Regions from separate parts of the Rattus norvegicus genome. Here region 2 is linked to region 1. Evidence: chromatin contacts called from public Hi-C data. All regions are on one chromosome and are shown on one strand. Each heading gives the region's core, a stretch centred on a gene start, on an enhancer-like site or on the middle of the called end of the contact. The rest is flanking DNA. Distances are from core to core; before and after follow the strand shown.

Region 1 (3,608 bases), core at 48-2,547:
TCGTTAGCTAGTTGATACATATAGTCTAGCTGGCTTTGATCCTGCATAATGTAGGACTTCCAGAGTTTTCCCTTCTCACTTGTAAAATATTCTTTCTAGAAACTGCAAATGTGTTCGTATGCTCTTTGCCTAGCTATATGTTGTTCTAAAGCAGTGAAAAAAAATTAAGTGGTTATCCTTTAATTTCTTGCTGGTTCTTAAAAGAGGATCTTAAAAAAAGTCAACAACTCCGAGTTTTCCCTGTGTTTAAATACTCCTATTCTAATGAGTCCTAGGGGAAAAACATGATCTAAGAATATCATTACTACGTCACAGTTGCTATCATGTTTGAGTTGAAGTTTGTGCTTAGGCTGTGAATATAATTTATAGTTTTCACAATAACCCTATAAAAGTTGTAGTTATTTTCATTGCATAAATAATAACTAGGCTATTGGGGAGAGTTCATGCTTTGTACCAAGAACTCACCAGCAAAGCTGGATGAGAACCAAGGTGAGACTCCTTGGTCTGTTTTCCATAAACTCTGATACCTTCTCTCTTGTCTTCCACTCCTCCCAGTTAATCACTATGAGGATAAAATAATGGAATTTTATTTAAAGAAAAAGATTGGATAGTACTTGTTGCACAGATATATGCCAAATCTTGAAATGACAGACTTTGGAGGATATTTTTTAAATGAGTAATTATTCGTGTTGGAAAAACATTTGCTTTACGTAATTACTTTTTGGTAAAGATTAAACCCAGGGTCTTGCACAAGTTTGCATGCTCTCCAGATTGGGCTGTAACATCATCTCTAAGAGATAATTTTCTGTAATACTTTACTGACTTTGTTTTTGAATAGATCATTCATGTATAATGTAGATTCTGAATATTAAATCTTCCCAATGTATTAAAGCCTCACAATATTTATTGTACCAGTGATTATGTAGAATGTGTAAACATTGACACTATAAGAAAATCTGAAAACCCATTGGAATAGTTTAAGAAATGTGGAGTATATGCCTAGATTTCCTACATATTGTAAGTAAACTTTTTCTCTGTAGAGTGTTCAAAGTTTGCTAGAAATTCGAGTCCCTAGGATATGACACTGGCGGAACAAATTCTACTTTAAATGTCTTGCTAGTATATCTTACAGATTTCTGATTTCTATTCATATTGCGATGCTATGCTTTTACTTATTTTACAGAGAGGAAACTGTGAATCTTCAGTTATTTCCTTTCAAATCTGTGGATAAGCAGAGGCTTTTTGCAGCTCCCTCCCCCACATTTATATCCTTGACCTTTGCCTCAGAAAGCAGCAGTCTGTAACAAGGAGCCCATGAAAGAGAGTGTTGTACAGCATTATTCTATAAAAGAAGTCACACAGGCTAAGCTTTATGTTTGCTGAGTGATTTAATTCTTACACATGCTGGAATTGGCTGTGGACCATGCATAACATGATGAAAAAGCACTTTTAGTGCAATATCACAAGCAAACTTCCCACTCTACTCCATTGGGATTTTTGGGGTTTTTTTTTTTTTTTTTTTTTTTTTTGGTTTTGTTTTAAGTGAAAAGAAAGCACTTACTTTCCTGTTATTAAAAAAAAATCTACCCAGGAAAAGTGAATTGTGGTATCTAGATCCAATCACTGGCTTCATTAGGATTCCTGAAATTACTCTGGTTGGTTTTAAAATAAGCTACTAAGGGATATACTCTCCAGGGGAAAGGATGCCAGCTGACATCAGTGTTTTGAGTTCCCCACAGAATTCTAAAGGGAAAACATAGCCAGCAACAACAACTCAGGAAACATGGCTATATCATAGCTACAGGGTGTTTGTGACTCAGCGTCCCATGGCAGTCTAGGTAGACCCTCAGAAGTTGTTCCTGATCCATTCGAATACTAAGTAATGACTTAGAGGAGTGAAGAGCAAGCATGTTTTCATGGACGACGGAAATGTTTGAAACGTGGCTAATAAGTGCAGTTAGAAATCTGCAGGAAGAGTGATTTTCTTTATAGTTTTCTCATATGTCCTTTGTTTCAGACATGATGAATGTCCATCTTCTTTGCCAAATCATGTAGTGGCTTTAGGGTATTCTTGGGTAAAACTAGATATCAGTGTATCTTTTCTGTTTTGCAAAGTTACTTAAGAGGCATGCTTGGTAAATGTCTACTGAACCTTTTAAAATACCAGAGCTCATCCACTCTATGGACAGTACAAAATTTAAATTCTAATCTAACTTGAATATCTAAATACTTGATGGTATATCCTCCGAGAACCTTGTACTTTGTTACCCTATGACAGTTTTCCAATTATCACATTGTTCAGCTTCTGTTTCAGAATACTTGATTTTTACTGACCGTGAAAAAGAGATGTTATTTATTCTAGATCAGGTATAAAACAATCAATTATCAGAACCTTAGGAGTAGTGAGATATGAGAGATAAACCTAACTCATTGATTGTAAACAATAACTCTGCCTTCCCAGTAGCAAATGAAAGATTGTAACTTCCACTAGAAGAGAGATCCAGAGGATTAATGAGGATATTATTTTTAACATTGGTCTTCAACACAGTGGTTTATTGTTTATTATTATCATTATCATTATTATTATTATTATTAGTAGTAGTAGTAGTAGTAGTAGTAGTAGTAGTAGTATTGTTATAGTGCTCCTGCTTTTAGGATATCTCCATTTTAAGTCCTTTTTTTTCTTATTTGCCAGGAAATTACATGGGTGAATGGACTAGGTAGCTTTGAATAAAAATGCAGTTCAATACAATATTTTTATTTAACATACAATATTGCAGAGGTAGTATTTAATATTAACCCAATACTGACTTTCTTTTCTAGATTAGATTTATTTGAGTAAAGCTGTAATAAATTTCCATGTAAAACTGAATGGATTTATTTTTCTACTTTTATACTCCTTTTTGACAATTCTTCAGATAACCAAGAGGAAAGAAGAGAAAAGTTTTCTTAGCTACTTTTCCTATTGTTATGATAAAATACCCAGGCAAAAGCCGCTTATGGCCAAAAGGATTTATTTTGGTTTATAGTTCCAAGGTACCACCCATAATGGTGGAGATGTTCTGATATCAGACCTCTGGTCTTATTGCATTGCCAGCCAAGAAGCAGAGGAAAATGAATGTCCATGCATGGCTGCCTGTCTCCTTTTTCTGCATTCCAGAATACAAGCCACTTTTAGGACAGATCTCTTCACCTCAAATAACCTATTCCAGATCATCTCTGGAGTGCCTCAGGTTTTGCCTTCTAGATGATTCCAGATCCTATCAAGTTGACAGTCAACATTAACCATCACAGAAGCAAACTTTAACTTAAAAATATTTGCTTATGGGTAGAACATAAAACTTATTGTTTATAGTAGTGGTATAGTAAACTGATAAGCACATCTCAGGTTTCAAAAAACAAAAATCAAAACAACAACAACGAAAAGCTTGGATTTGTACACTACAAGTAGAGTAGATTTTCAAACTGCAAATAGATTATTCATGGTTAAAAGTCCTATTACTTCTGCAAAATTCAGTTCAGAGTCTCAATAATCTTCTAATTTAGAACTTCTATTTTTATTATAGTAAGAGAAAGTGGGGAGTGACAGGAAATTGCATTAAGTGATA
Region 2 (3,478 bases), core at 715-3,214, 74 kb before region 1:
AAATAGATAGGCAGGGGTAGTAATCACAAGTTCTAGTCCTAAGGTTGATGAGTACCCAGGAGAAGTAATTCAGTCATGTGGGTGGTTCGTTTTATTTGTGGTACTTATGTCTGAAAGCCATCATTAATCCTTTTAGGAAGAGGCAGGGGTTGATGGATCAGGACTAGAAACAAAGGCCAGTAGGGAACTAGGGAGGGAAGAACTCCCACTGAGAAATCCAAGTCCTAGAGGATATGGCATTTTGGTTGGTGTTGAGAAACCAGAAGAATACAGGGGTGGGGCATGCCACGTCCACTCCCTTCCTAAAGACAAGTAAAACAGAACATTGGCCAATTCTTGCTAAATATTTGTCTTCAGAACAGTTTCATGGCCCTCTCATTTTTGCCTCTGTTTCTTACATAGGTAGGCCTATAAAGACACACTTAGAGGCAACGTCACATTCAAAAGCAGAAAATTCACACAAAACACACACTCGTGAGCATGCATTAATATCCTTAACAATTCACATGAAAACACAAGTTTTCATATTTGAGGACTCAGAGATACCATCTTCACAGAAAGACTCACAAATGTGTTTATGCTTCCATACACAAGCTCCAACATATCCTTTCCCCACCCACTACTCACTCAGGCAAATAAATGCATGCTTTTGTTAACACACAGGAGTTCACACACAAATCTCATCCTGCCTGTCTGGTTAGAGGAGAATGACTAATGGGAAATCATGCACAAAGGCAAGCATCCTAGGAGAGGCCAGGAATGGGTTTACAGTGAGGCTGGTGTGATGGAATTAAGCCATCAGATGACAAACTTGTCCTGCCAGGCTGCACCTAAAAGTTGCTCAGCTGAGGCTACAATGTCGGACAGCACTGGATCTTGGGTGATGGTGCAAGTTTGCCTGCCTGATTTCCAACTTCCTCCAGAGTTTCATGTCATCCAGGGTCAAGCTCTGTTATCAGCCCAACCCCAGTGCCGGCAACAAGCAGGACTCTCTGGGGACTCAGGGGCGGTGTGGGCTGCTTTCCAACCTTAGGCTTGTCCTGACATAGTGCAACCCCAAGTGGTTAGCATTAATGACGGTTTACAACGTTGGGCCAAGCATTGGGTTAAGCCCTTCATGATTTCATTTTCACAACTCTGTGAGGGGGATGGGGTGTGCCCTCTCATCTCACCATTTATTTAGGTGGTTAAGAAAATTGCTTGAGCCACAATTCAGCAAGAGAGACAAGGAGCTGAAATCCAACCTGGTCCTATTCTATCTTTCCGAGGTTCTGGGCATAAGGTGTGTATGCCAGTTTGTCTCCTCTGGGTCAGAAGCTTGCTTCTTGTGCTTATGATTGGGCTCCAGGCCGTCCCATCCGGCTTAGTGCGGGGCCAGGCGATCAGCAGGTGCTTACCGGGGGCACAGAGGTTGGCTTGCTGAAGCTGTCAGCAAGAGCTTTAGTTTCCCCATCTCTGAAATGGGGATGGCAGCGCTGACCCCGCAGGCCCGAGGTCAGCTGTCTTGAACAACACAGTGAGAGCCCAGCTCCATCTACATTATCGTTGCCACCACCCTCGCCCATCCCAGGGATGCAACACACTCCCCGCCTGAGTCCGGGTGCGGCTCCGGTGCCCCCATTGTTCAAAAGGGCGGAGATGCTGCCCACAGGGACCCCCGCCCCGAGTCCAGCTCGCATCCCAGTGAAACAGATAATCTGGCCCAGAGTCGGCCGCGCGGGCCGTGTCCTTTGTCTGCACGGCGGCGTTGGGTGCCCAAGGCCCGCGCCCCGCTCTGTGGGTAGACAAAGCCGGAGCGGCGGCGAACCCAGCCGGCTCCAAAACCTCTCGCGCCTCCCGACGTCCCGCCTTCTTCCCCCTGATTCCTCTGATTGGTTTGTGCCATTACAAAGAGGCCGGGAAGCTGGCGGGTCACGTGAGTATACGCGACTTCCAATTGGTTGGGCTCCGCTGCCTATCGAGGAGGGCGGGCAGTGCGCGCTCCTCCCCGTCGCTCCCTCCGCGTTGAGGCCCGCCCGCAGGGCCGGCCGCCTGTCAGAGGGAGGTGGCGATGGTGCTCTTGGTGGCGGCAGCGGCGGCAAAGCTTTCCTTGGGCGGACAGCAGGGAAAAGAAGATGACTGACCGATCAACTGGATGAATGAATGAATGAATGGCGGAGCCGAGCGCGCCATGAGGAGCCTGCCGAGCCTGGGCGGCCTCGCCCTGTTTTGCTGCGCGGCAGCCGCAGCCGCTTCAGCAGCCTCGGCAGGGAATGTCACCGGTGGCGGCGGGGCCGAGGGGCAGGTGGTCGCGTCGCCCAGCCCTGGGCTTCGAGAACAGACCAGCAGCCCTTTCTCTAAGGCCGCGGCTCCCACGGCGCAGGCCCCGCGGACCGGCCCCCCGCGCACCACAGTCCACAGAACCGGGGCTGCGACCCCGTCAGCCGGCTCCCCGGAGACCATCCCTGTCCGCACCAGCGCACAACCCGCAGCCACCCTCTTCCCGGTTGTGGACCTGTCGTCCGCCACCCCTTCGGAGGACGGACACACTCCCACCACCGAACCACTGCCTTCCAGACCCGCGCCCACAACTCTTGCGAGCACAGCTGGCCAGGCGCCGACCACCTCTGTAGTCACCACCGCTCAGGCTTCCAGCACTCCGGGGACCCCGACTGCCGAGTCCCCGGACCGTGGCAGAAACAGCAGCAGAGTCCCGCCCACCGCACCTGTCACCGAAGCCCCTACTCCTCCTCCCCCAGGTGAGTCTCGGCGCTTCCTAGTCTTCTGGACCTTTCCCAGGCACTGCCTATTTACACACCAGCCTAGTCACCCTGGCCTCTTATTACCCAAGAGCTTCCCAAGGGAAGATCCAAGCTCCAGCTAGAGTAAACCCCCAATCCCTCCAAATCTAGAAAGTCTTTTGTCCCCCAACCCAGTGCTGTGCTCCATCCAGAGGGAGCTGCTGCTATGAGGAAGATGGGGGACTCTTCCAAAAACAGGGTTCTCTGGCTTTTGTCAGAGTCCAGGAATGGGCACAAACTTTTGTATTGGATCAGCCCAGAAGGCCACCCCACCTGAGATATTTGGGGGAAAGTTTGAAAGCTAGAGTGGTGCTTTATCAATGCCTAGGTAAAAACCTTTAAGGGATTCTCTCAAAGCTCTAGTTTCCTTGTTTCTTTAATAGTTAATAGATGCTGGTGTCGTGTGTGTGTGTGTGTGTGTGTGTGTGTGTGTGTGTGTGTGTGTGTGTGTGTGTGTGTTGGAAAAGATAAAGAATATGTTTTGCTTACAAACATGCCACTTCAGGCCTGAAATTAAAAATAAAAACATCATTGTAGTCGGTGTTTTCTCTGCAAATAAGTAGACTTGATAGGTCATTTGGGACAGGTGTGTATCTAGGTTGAGCAAGTTTATAAATTAGGTTAAATCCCTTCCTTGCACCACTTCATTCTGTCTCCATTCTAAGGTCAGTGCTTGGGCAAATGCCATTTAAGCAGGG

Evidence for each region. Hi-C and Micro-C count contacts between places; a contact is called where the count stands out from the background.
Region 2: a contact with region 1 is called in a Hi-C map of liver, with 2.1 times the contacts expected there. The contact joins the promoter of Megf9 here to the enhancer-like site in region 1. A contact is called at or near these places in 8 of 12 Hi-C or Micro-C datasets (the A7r5 cell line, Schwann cells, frontal cortex and 4 more) and 1 of 1 datasets of contacts at active chromatin or transcription factors (oligodendrocytes).

Annotation. Positions count from the first base shown.
Region 1 is chr5:89,044,185-89,047,792 of GRCr8, reverse strand. The region is part of intron 2 of Megf9 (multiple EGF-like-domains 9); the gene reads left to right. Among named protein-coding and RNA genes, the nearest start is that of Cdk5rap2, 70 kb to the right of the region's middle. Within about 2 kb of position 1,297, at least 14 of the 93 cell types and tissues checked have an H3K27ac peak or open chromatin away from gene starts, as enhancers often do. A contact at or near this core is called in Schwann cells and liver, where this site is marked.
Region 2 is chr5:89,119,217-89,122,694 of GRCr8, reverse strand. Megf9 (multiple EGF-like-domains 9) reads left to right here and starts at 1,964. Exons shown (of 6, transcript NM_001107940.1): 1 at 1,964-2,738. The coding sequence starts at 2,147.